3 separate regions of the Mus musculus genome follow, and all the other regions are linked to region 1. A link is a contact called in public promoter capture Hi-C data. All regions are on one chromosome and are shown on one strand. Each heading gives the region's core, a stretch centred on a gene start, on an enhancer-like site or on the middle of the called end of the contact. The rest is flanking DNA. Distances are from core to core; before and after follow the strand shown.

Region 1 (3,883 bases), core at 708-3,207:
CCCTCCACTCAGGAATCCAGTATGAAGCCGCTTCCCCAGCAGACTCTGAGGCATGCTGGGAGCACTGACCTGATGATGCCTTTTGGCCCCTCTTTCTGTCAGGCTACGGTAGTCTTCTCTGTTGGCTATTGTAAGCCCTGACTGCATGAGGTGTTGCTGTCTACCGGCTGCCCCAGCCTGCTCTGTGCTATTTGCCCTCTTTGCTTCCTGAGCGCCAAGTCCTCTGAACTGGAACGCACAGCCACCACAGTCCATTCCTCACGGCAGGACACCCATGCCGCAGCACCAATGGGCTTTCCTTCCCTTGGACAGGTGAGTAACAACACAGCACTGCAGGCGTGCGCCAGTTAGCGCATCCATTTACTTGTCAAATGGATGCTTGGGTTCCTTCTAGCCTCGAGCAATCGTGCACAGTGCTTCTGTGAACAGGATGTGTGTCTGTGTGTGTGCGTCTTTGAGACTCTAATTTCAATTCTTTGGTACAGCAAATTCCTATTTCAATGCCCAGAAATCAATGTGCTAGATCATGGCCATCAAATTTTTCTTTTGAGACTGGGTCTTATGTACCCAAAGCCACAGTAAACTTAACTGTTGCTATGTATCAAGGACCACTTTGATCTCTCTCTCTCTCTCTCTTCCCCCCCGCCCCCCGACAGGGTTTCTCTGTATAGCCTGTCCTGGAACTCTCTCTGTAGATCAGGCTGGCCTTGAACTCAGAAAACTGCTTGCCTTTGACTCCCAATTGCTGGGATTAAAGGCATGCACCAACACTGCCCGACCACTTATTTGTTTTTAAAGAGAGAGTTTCTCCAAGTAGCCCTGGCTGTCCTGGAACTCACTCTGTAGATCAGGCTACCCTCGAACTCAGAGATCAGTCTGCCTGTGCCTCCTGAGCGCTCAGAGAAAAGGACCACCACTGCCAAGAGCAATCACAGACCTGCAGTTCCTTCCTGCAACAGCATACACACACTCCGATTTCACCACACACTGGCTGGCTGATACTTTTTTTTTTTTAACATTTATTTAGCTTTTTAATATGTGTGAGAGTTTGTTTTTATAAATCAAGGTCGTAGGTAACCTAAGCTGGCCTTAAATTTGTTATATAGCCTAAGACGACTTTGAACTCCTGAACATCCTGCCTCTACTTCTCAAATGATACAGGCTCAGCACCAACACCTCGTCTTACTGTATTTATTCATTTGTCTATTTATGGTCAGAAGACAATCATGTGGAAGAACAACTCTTCTTCCATCGTGTGGGTCCTGTGGATGCAGCTCAGATTATCAGGAATGGTGACAGACACTGAGCCATCCTGTCAACCCTTGTTTTAGTTTTTAGACTCTATTCATTCTTTCTTTCTTTTGAGGGGGTTGGGGTGTCTCCCTATTTAGCCCAGACTGACCTCAAACTTAAAATATTCCACATCACAATCTCCCGAATGCTTACAGGAAGGAATCACTTTTCCCACACAACACTACTCATTCGTCAGTGGTCAGGTTATGTCTATGGCACCCCATCCTCTATCTCTTAACCCCGACTCTGGCTTACTGCAGTGCTTCATTTATTGTGGGGCTATGACACACCGAGGTCGACAGGAGCAAAAGTTGGGGCAAACCAAAAACATAGCTCGAACACTGGTGATGTAACACGGGCACCTTCTAAGCATGCTAACGAACCCGCACTTTATACACATAAAACCGAGGTCAGGAGGGTGTGTACCTTGTCCAAAACCACAGGGAGCACACAGAATTGGCTAAAGCCCGAAGGAGCCAGCCCCTCGTGGGGCTACTCTGCGTGGCCGAGAGCGGTTGATTACGCGAGGACGCCGCCCTCTGTGGGAAGGTCAAGGGTACCGGCGACCCTCCTCACTGCGACCCGCTCCTCACCTGCCACCCGCCCCTGAGGTCGGGTCACCCACAGGCGAAAAGGGTCCGAAGAGATGACGGAAGACCGGAAGTAAACTCAAGATCCAAGGTCCCGCGCGTTTGTGCGTCTGCGTGTGCTGGCCGCGGAGACCCGACTTCCGCACATGCTCAGTTTGGGAGCCGCTAAGCTCTCCACTGGAAGCCGGGCGCATATCCGGCTCAAGAGCTGTGGGCGGGGCCTAAGGCCAAACTGGGTAGGGGACAAGGATGGTCCTGGAGATTGAAGAAAATCGTCTGTCCTTGGGCCTGTCACCAACCAAGGATGTTTTTTCCTAGGATTTTATCTTTGTGCTAGTTGATTCTCCACGTTTCCCCCCTTGTGTCTGTGGCAGTGTGTGCTAACATCCGTAAAGTTGCGGGGAGGAATTAAGGAGTCAAGAGTCAGCCTTGCTTGCTGAACTCATGGTTGGTTGAGAATCGTCCTCAAGTCAAGAACCTTGCTTTCTTGATTTTCTGTGTCACATTTCTATGACAACGTAAAAACACAGCTCTCATCTCAAAGGGAAGAAGAATTTATTCTGTGAGTGACTATAGCTTGGGAACATAGATTCAGGTCACCGTAGATTCTGCCCTACATGATAACAATTTGATGAAGTTTTACAGTAACAACCAAAAATACCTACTTCTTAAGCACACTTCGGAAGCAGTGGGTAGGTGGGTAGGTCTCAGGTGCTATCTCATGACTTTCATAGCTTTGGGATCGGTGGAAGCTAGTTGCCAGAGGTTTTATCAGAAAGTCAAGGTAAGACAAAGGTGGGCAATGGATGACTACTAAGGGGGCTAATGGTAGCATCACAGAAACTGCTGTCATGAAGGTCAGTCAAGAGATAATGGCAAAGTCAAAACACAGAAGAAACGCGTGTGGAGATCCAGAACTTCATAGAACCAAGACAGTTCATTTCCTATGGTGCATTCTTGCAGTATTTTCCATGCCAGGTCCTAGAGCCTTCTGTCTCTGAGAGCTCTGGACAGTTTAGATCGTGGGCTTAGTTGTGTCTCTGTGCAGGACTGGGTGGTTACGTGAAGTGCACACCGCTCGCTGTATGTCACTGCCCACTTACACCATCACCACAGTCTTGACTCAAGCTTGCAGCATCTTATCTTTAAATGGACATCTAAGAGCCTGCTTCTGAGGCTGGATCGAAGGTCCTGGCAGTGGGTTGGGCAGTGCTCTGGTGCTCAGGACCACGGTTTAGGAGTAAAGCTCTGCCAACCATAATGCCAAGTTAACTGTTCTCTTTAGGGCTCAGATCTTTGGAACTTGAGGGAGCAGCGCAGGATAAGAGCGCCGCCCTGATGGACGTCCATTCCCGCTGCTTTTGCTCCGGGCCCGGCCTTCCAACCCAGGATCTCCTGTAGCTGCTGGGTCTCATGAAAGGCCAAATGAGCATGCGCAGAATAAAGGCCCAGCTGCCATTGGCCACCGGGGAGGAGCGTATTGATGACGCGACGAAGAAAACAGGAAGTGAGCCGTCAGGGAGCCGGTCTGGGTCTCGTAGTCCATTTTTCAGGCGGGGAATGAATGGGTTCTGAGCGATCCCTGGTGAGGGGGGACTCGAGCTCTGAGGCGTGAGTAGCTGGGTAGGCAGAGTATCATGGAAGACGACGCCCCGGTGATTTACGGGCTGGAATTCCAGGTGAGCATGGCGGAGTCGGTGAGGTGCCGCCTGTGCCTGGCCCTCACCAGAGAGCGCCCACACTCAGTCTGGTTCCAAGGATTCTGGGCTTCAAGGCCCGGATTTGGGGAGAGGGTACGCGCAGGGAGTGTGGCCAAGTGAGGGCCAGGGCTGGCATAGACAGCAGAGGGTGAGCACTCGGCCTCGCAGGTGACTTGATTACACTCGCACTTCTGGGGTCTTGAGTAGCAATTATTGACCATTGAGTTGTGTGTTGGATACTGCTCAGTACAAGAGCATTAAAGAGGGACTTCGTGGGGAGGGGAGTTGCTGGCTGGCTGG
Region 2 (3,883 bases), core at 868-3,367, 4.2 Mb before region 1:
ATTTGTGCTTATGTGTGTATGCATACATATATAATTTTCTTAAATTTGAAACTATCAAGTAAAGAAAGAACAGGCCCCAGGCCCCAGAGTTGCCCCAGGGCTGAGCACAGAGGCTGGAAACCGCTCTGAGCATCATGTCTGTGGTTACTGACTAGAGCGCTAGCACCTCAGAGAACTGAGAACACAGGGTTGGGAGGTGAGAGGCAGCTAGCACAGGACAAAGGCATGGTCAGCCCTTAGCAAGAACACACCTGTCTCCCTGGTCCATCATCTCTCAGTGGCCTCCCAGCTCACCTGACTGCCCTCTCTGCTCTCCTGGCTCTTCTCCCTCTGAGCCTTTGATGTTGGAGGCTCCAGGACCCAGGGGCTCCTCCCTGCCTTAGGGCTTCAGCCATTTCAAGGCTTTGAATTCTTCCCTCAGGATGATCTTGCCCAGAGGTCAATTTTTGGTCCAGATCTCCCACTGGAACTCCAGTCTAGTATCCATCTGCGTGACTCATGTACTCAGAAGGAAAATGAATTTTAAACTTAGCACATCCTAAACAGGACCCTTGCCCACTTATAAACTGCTATGTCTGCTGTCCCTCGCCATCTCAGAGGCAGCAGTCACTCTATCCAGCTGCTCAGCTGAAACCTCTGGTCGTTCTGAACAAGAATGACTTTGGTTGCTGTTGTCAAAGTTTCACTTTGGGCCTGGCCTGGAACTGGAGAGCCTCCTGCCTCAACTCCTGAGTCCTGGGATTGTCTGCACACCATCTGTCAGAGGTGCTCTCTAACCTGCCCTTTGGGTCTCAGAGAATCCTGTTCGTTTGAACACAGAGGCATCTAGAATTCAAACCCTTCTCAGTGTCCCATCACCCCGGGTCATGCTTCTGGCTACTATTTATCTTTTGCTTGTCTCTTTTGAAATTGCCTCCTGCTGATTCCCTACCATTCAGTGACCAGATTATTTGAAAACACGAGTGAAGTCTGTCTATGCCCTACCGCAAGTCCTTCAAAGCTTCCTCACTTAAGGCCTTACAGAAACCCGCGGGGCTCTACAGTTTGCACCAGTGCCCAGTTACTCTCTGGCCACACTGCTTTCCTAGCTCCTCAGTGGACACACTCGTGTCTCCTCTATCACGGTCTATAGCTGTGCCTTCACCCTTATGCCCACCCCCTCGCCATCTACATCTTTAAACCCAGAGAGCTCCACTCTACTTTCCCCATCCACCTGCAAAGAGTGCCATCTCTCTCCGCACACCAAAGGAGTCACCGTGACTCTCAAAGTAGGACGCTCTAGGAGGCAGGAAAATTTGCCTGCTCTGTCTCTGCCTTGTCCTCTCTGTCTAGGTCCCTGTCTCTACTGTTGTAGGCCTGAGGCTGAGGTTAAAGAAACCGACCCATAGGAAAATGGTTTAAAAAGGGGTTAGGATATGGGAGGAAAAAGTGGAAGCCAATCTGGAGCTGGCCAAACAGAAAGACCACACAGGTAGTAGGTAGGGGTTGAGGATGCTAAAGTCCAAATATAGCGCTGGGCAGATGAAGAGCCAAGCAAGTTCAGATGCCCTCAGGAGGCTGGTGGGGACCTCTGGGGCTTGGGAAGGTGTCTTAGAGTGATGCTTTTGACACTTGATAGGTGCCCAATAAACAGGGACCGCTGGCCGGGGAAACGTGGGTTATTAAGAGGCTGTGCAGATTGGCGACTGTCACATGGTGGGCACTGAGAGATGAACCAGAAGGAAACCTCCAAACCTGCACAGCTGCAAAGAAATTCCCTAGGTATTTCCCAGGCAGAGGCCTTGGGGCCGGAGAACTGACCGCGAGAGAGAACTGGAAGGTGAAACGCGCCCACGCGGGTGTGCGCCGAAGCCTCTCGGCGCCGGCGGCACTACCGGCCGGCGCCACCGGGGCCAGCCGCGCGCAAGCTCCCCAGCGCCGCTGAGCACCGCCGAGCACCGCGTGGCCCCCGCCCTCCGGTCCGCCCCCAGGCTCCTCCCCAGAGCTCCATCTCACCAATCAGGAGGAGCTCCCTCCTCCCAGTTCCAGAAGCTCCGCCTTGGGCCGGAGCTCCGCCAGCCAATGGGAGGCCGAGCCCAGCGCCCAGTGCGCGCAGCCCGCGCCGAGCCGGCTCAGAGCGAGAAAAGCGAACCCAACCCGTCGGGGCCGCCGCTCCGGACCCACCGCCTGCCGCCGCGCGCCGCCCGCCGCCGCCTCCTCCCCCCGGATCGGGTGTACTGTCCCAACCCGAAAGTCCAGTTCTGCGGCCCGGCAGCGGCGAGCGAGCGCGATGACACAGGAGTACGACAAGTGAGTGAGGCGCGGGCGCGAGTCCGGCCAGGGCCCGGGGGCCACCGCACCTGCCGCGGCGACGGCGCGGGTTCCGGGAGCTGGGAGGACAGGCTGGGTGGGGCGAGGCTAGGGGGTGGGGGGGGACACTCGGCCTGTCGTCTAAGGGCTCCCGGGCTCCCGGGCCCCGCGCTCATGGACCGGTGGGGACGGGTGGACCCTGGGCAGCCTCCTGTCACCTGCGGAGCTGCCGGAGCGAGAGATCTAGGGGAAGGTTGAAGTGTCCGCTGCCCGCGCGTTTTCTTCACTCCGGCTGCTGTGTGAGAAATCTGCTGTGGGTGTTCTTGGGCCCTTGCATCACCGATGGTAATTACAGAAGACTATTTTTGCCGTTTGGGAATATCAAGAGGAAGAAACTGCACGCAGGGTGATAAAGTTAGAGACCACTGTCGAATCGGGATTGCTTTTTAGAGTTTGGGACATAAGAAAGCAGCGAGAAATGTTCAGTGATGATGTAAGATGTGATCAGACGTTGGCAGGACTTGTGTGGGGGCAGTTCTCGATTTTACTCGCAACTTTTCTATAAATATGAAGATGTTCTGAAAGATCAAGTCTGTCTTATCTCGGCTCAGTAAATCTGGAGTGAAGAATTGGTTTCATAGTTAACTTGTTAAGGGTGGATTTTTCTCATGCTTGTTTTCTGATGAAGGTTAGCTGAGTGTGGAATCAGTAAGAGATTAATCTTGTCTTGTAGAAAATGAAGTTCAGGTAGTGCTCGGCTTTCCTTTTAGAATCCTGACCTATAACTCTTGAAGGTCTGAGGCTCATTTGAAAACACCCATGAACCTTCAGGGCCGGAGCAACAACTTGCTCTTCTTGAAGAAGTGGGCTGCAATTGTTCATGTGTTTATTTCTCTACTTACTGACTAGGCAAAAGTCCCAGTGCCAGCCTCTTGGCCTTAGGCATACTTTGGAAATATAAAATGCCTTCAGGGTAATTGCAGACATAAAGCCACTTGGAAAATATTTATTTTCTGATGCTTGTACCAATGTTGGATGGGATGGGAGAAGGGAAGCTTGAAAAACTAGCATTACGACTGTTGAGCGAGCCAACTGCTGTCAGAGTCTTCTGGAAGTGGCTATTAGACTATTAATAATAGCTCAGCAGTACACCAGAGACTCTCACCACGGAACCGGAACCGCCATCTCTATCGGCCTCAGGACCCAAAGGCTTGCTTGCGGGGAATGCTAGGTTGTGTATTGCTTTCTTCGGATAAAACTTGAGATTTATAAAGATAAGCCTTCTTGATTCTTTTTATGTTTCAAAATAATAAGCTGCTTCCAGATGTAAGCCCTCAGACTCGTCTTTTTTCCTCCCCTTTTCAAAGATGTCCTTTTTTTTCTTCTTCTAAACCTATATCTGTTTTTGAAGGATTTGGGTGACTGCCAAGCCCTAACCTTTGTTGATTACTTGAGAAGATAATCAGACTTTCTCCACTCACTTTTAGAAAAGGTAGGTCACCTCCAGGCCATTTACATATTTCATTCGTGTGTTGCAACGAGACCTGGGCCAGGACAGCCATAATTCAGATAAGTTCCAGACACCTCCGTTCTT
Region 3 (3,883 bases), core at 886-3,385, 3.8 Mb before region 1:
TTTGAATGCTTCTAAAAATCACTTTTATAAAATGTTATCTAGTCATTCTTAAATAATTAAAAAATTTATTTTATGGAAGGAATGCCTTATCCCTATAATTAAAAGGAAAAGGTCTGAGAGTTTTACCCCAATTCCTGTTCAGACCTGTCTGGTCCATGGCAGGGCAGGGGCTGGCTTTATAATTGTTGGAATGTGTTCCCAGCCTCCCTTGCCTCTCCTCACTGAGCCCACTCTGCATCCTGGTACCCTAACCTGCAGTTCCTAACCACAGTGCTTTCCAGATCAGCCCTAGGGAAGAATGGTGTGCTCCCTGAATGTCTGCAGGGATTTGGTTTCAATGATGGGAAGAAAGGTAGGTCGCCGAGCTGGGCTTGTGTCTGAGACCAAAGGCAATCAGTGGGATGTGCTTGCCCCTCATTCTGGTTTCCCCGCTGGAGGCAGAGAGCTCTGTGTAGGAAAGCATGAGCCTGGTCCTGTCTAAAGCCAGCTTCCTGGCTTGTGGAAGTCATCCCATTAATCTACTTGTCCCTCTGCACAAGTTAAAGGTACATGAAGGAGGGTCTGGGAGACTTGCATGAGAAATGAGTTGGAAGGCTAGGGCCAGGAACCTTCAGCCAATCTTTCTCAAATGTGAGCTGAGCCCCTGGGGGTAGCCCCCAAGGGCACAGGAACTACATTTCTGCAGCTATTTCTCTTCAGTGAGATCTTTTCAGTGACCTCTCTCACCCCTTGATAACATTCTCCCTCCCCTTCCCTCCCTTCTCTCCTTCCTTCCTCTTCTTCATCTTCTTCTTCTTCCTCCTCCTCTTGAGACAGGGTTTCACTATGCAGCCAGCCTCTAACTCACAGAGATTCCCCCTGCCTCTGCTTCTGAGTGCTGAGGGCAAAGGTGTGTACCACGAAGCCCAGTGTGTCTATTAGCAGAAAATACTGGCCAGTTTGCCCTGGCAGGGTTTGAAGGGGAAGGCAGGCAGAACAGGGCAAGGTCTGTGAGGGCACGCCTTCCAAGAGCCTCACTCCCAGGTGCTGTGGGGAACGGGCTCCACGGATGGGGGGGGCAGTACTGAAGAGTTTAACTGAGAAGTGCTTAGTGTCCTGACAGATAAGAAGAGTTCTGGGTAGGGAGAGGAGTTGAGAGAGTCGGCAGCCCATGGGGGAGTAAAAGGTTTAAAATAGATCTGAGTGATTAACACAGGAACTGCTTAGACAGTATGGGGTGATATGTGAGATAACTTTCCACTTCCTGTGGGGGTCCCACTCACTTCCGGAGATGGATCAGGAGGGAGCCTATAATATCGGCCATATTGGGGATGAGACTGACCGTGGGCAGAACTCTGGAACTCTGAATTAATTAAGGTAGGTGGAACCTGGGAAGGAGTACCATGCCTGGAAGAAGACTAGGAAATGGGTGTCAGGAGGCCCTTTGAAGGGAATATTGCCAGGATGGGGTTGCTGATGGTGGTCAGGGATCAGTTAATAGCATTTGGTGATACTTCTGCAGAGGTGGGAAGAGCAAAGTCTGGAAGGGCCTTGGGGGGTTGGGGCGGGGGGTCCTCAGCTGGAAGGAGGCAGTATGGACGTCTGCGGAGGCAGTGCATTCTTCCGATGATGGAGAAGGCAGATTTCGGACTTCTGGACCCTGGAAGGAGGAACTAAGCGACTTTCATTTGCAAAGTGGGCAATGGCTTCCAAAGTTGTAATTGTTGTTTATTTCTCTGAATTATTGCTTATAATGCCAGGTACGGGTTATAAATTAACTTTCAAAAGCGCGAATGACAGGGAAAAATATTGCCTGGGGCACCTGTGAAAAATACACTAATTTAGCTGGGTCAGCTGGGAGGTGGAGGCAGGAGGATCGGGAGCGTAAAGGTCATTCTTGGCTACATAGCAAGTTTGAAGCCTGCTTGGGCGACTTTGACTCTGTATCAAAACCAACCCAACCCAACCCAACCTAACCCAACCCAAACCATCTGAAGCCAAACCAGGCAAAGAAGCAATGTTTCCATTCCTTTAAAATAGAGGGAAGGGCGTCCAAGCCACTTCAGCACCTGCAACTCCTCCCACACTGCCCCCTCCAGGAGGCGTGGCCACAAGGAGCACCGCCCACCACACGACCACGTGACCTGTCAGTTCCTGACTCCTAGGAAGATGGCCGCCGGGCGTGGTGCGGGCATAGCTGTGTGCTCTTGGCGTCTTGTCCTCTGACAAGGTCTGCGGCGCTGTTCTGCAGAGCTGAGGGCGCCGTCTTCGGCCAGGCCGTGACACGGTCAGTGCGGAGGCGGAGAGGTCGGGTGAGGCAGAGCGACAGTGTCCGAGGCTGGGGGAGGGGGGAGGGGAAAGGGAGACGAGTCTGTCGGTGGCACCGGAGAGGGGGAGGGGGCCGGGATCGGAGGCTGGGTGCGGGGCGTCCGGGCGTCGGGCGAGGTCGGTGCAGCCAAGCGCGGAAGGCAGGCGCTCCGGTGCGGCGTTCTCCCGTGGGCACTGACTCCAGGCCCAGGCCGCTTTCCTTGTTGTCACACCCATCACTTAGTGAGTCCCGCAGCCGGTGCCCCTGAGCCTTACCTTCTTGGTTGCTTTGCTTTCCAGGGAGGAGAAGTTGTTTTCTTCTGTGCTAAATTGCCGAACCCACTGCCCCCATTGTCCTGTGCAGGCTTTTAAACGCCTTGCAAGATGCCCGCAAGCCCCCGAATAGAACGCGTCCATGTTTGCTTTGTGGGGATTTGTATACATTTTTTTTCCCTAGGTTGTCTTCACGTTTAAACCATTTTAGACCATTTTCTCATTAATAACTGTTTGTGGAGCTCTCTGCCCCCTAGAGGTGCTTGCTAAAAATGCACCGGTTTTGCTTTTCAGAGCTTCCCATTTCTTGGTGTGGGGTGTGGCTGAGGAAAAACCTCTTGGAGGTGATTCTGATGGGTTAGTCCCCCGCTCTCTTTTTGACGCTACGAAAAAACAAAGCGTCTACAGTAAAAGGAAAAGACACATAATCTATTTTTAAGGGCAGTTGGGTGTCTGGTTCAGAGCCAAGACTGGAAATGCTGTGGCAAGGTGCGTTCTTTGTTCTCAAGCTTTACAACGACAGTCAGTCAACTTGATCAGACCGACTTGGGGGTCCTTGTTAAAAATTTGTTTCTGAGCTTCACCACAGGCCTGCAAAAATGGGACTATTTGGGTCAGGAGACAAATAATTGCACACCAGTTTGAGAATCCTTTTAAACACTCTGAGAATGGTTTCCAGATTTATCTTTGGCATCTCGTTTCCATAAATTCTTTTCTCTTTTTCATTTTTTTCTACCTTCCCTCCTTCCCTCCCTCCCTCCCTCCCTCCCTCCCTCCTTTTTCTCCTCCTCCTTCATCCCCCTCTTCTCCTTTTTTTCCTCTCCCTCCCTGGTCTTCTTAATATGTAGCCCTGGTCTGCTTGGAACTGATAGAGATCAGCCTGCTTCTGCCTCCCAGGCCCCTGTGCCACTACATCATTCTCTAGTTATCAGCTCTTTAAGGGTATCCCCACAGCCCCAATCAATTCTAAGGTGGCTGGTTGGAAGGGGCACACATATGTAACGAAATGCCTGCTGCCTTCTTTCCTAGACTTTCCCATTTCCTCCCACCTCTCCTCTTTTCTTTCCCTTCCATCCCTGCACGCATGGGTGCTCTTTCTCTGGTGTTCATGACAACAACACTAACATTGTTTTTCTTTCCCAGTCACATGGTCGTTTATTATTTTCCTTATCTCTGGATATTTTGTTCTGTCCAAAATTCAAACTTTGGGAATTCTATTTGGTTAAACGTAATGTCTTGCATTTCTTTTCCACTTTAATTGCCTGATTCCTTTCCTGTAGGCTGTCTGTTTTGGTCCCTAACTTGTGCCTAGAGTTCTGATTCT

What was found. Promoter capture Hi-C pulls out the DNA fragments that hold promoters and counts their contacts.
Region 2: a contact with region 1 is called in a promoter capture Hi-C map of pre-B cells. The contact joins the promoter of Grhl1 here to the promoter of Trappc12 in region 1. A contact is called at or near these places in 2 of 39 promoter capture datasets (cranial neural crest and pre-B cells).
Region 3: a promoter capture Hi-C map of pre-B cells shows a contact between it and region 1. The contact joins the promoter of Kidins220 here to the promoter of Trappc12 in region 1. A contact is called at or near these places in 1 of 39 promoter capture datasets (pre-B cells) and 1 of 484 Hi-C or Micro-C datasets (B cells).

What each region holds. Positions count from the first base shown.
Region 1 is chr12:28,748,443-28,752,325 of GRCm38.p6, forward strand. Trappc12 (trafficking protein particle complex 12) reads right to left here and starts at 1,958. Exons shown (of 12, transcript NM_178811.5): 1 at 1,720-1,958. Eipr1 (EARP complex and GARP complex interacting protein 1) reads left to right here and starts at 3,377. Exons shown (of 9, transcript NM_201357.3): 1 at 3,377-3,562. The coding sequence starts at 3,521.
Region 2 is chr12:24,570,170-24,574,052 of GRCm38.p6, forward strand. It overlaps Grhl1 (grainyhead like transcription factor 1), which reads left to right and starts at 2,118. Exons shown (of 16, transcript NM_001161406.1): 1 at 2,118-2,289. The coding sequence starts at 2,270.
Region 3 is chr12:24,972,797-24,976,679 of GRCm38.p6, forward strand. It overlaps Kidins220 (kinase D-interacting substrate 220), which reads left to right and starts at 2,136. Exons shown (of 32, transcript NM_001081378.1): 1 at 2,136-2,266. Gm36236 (a long non-coding RNA gene) reads right to left here and starts at 2,801. Exons shown (of 2, transcript XR_381341.3): 1 at 2,563-2,801; 2 at 1-2,317.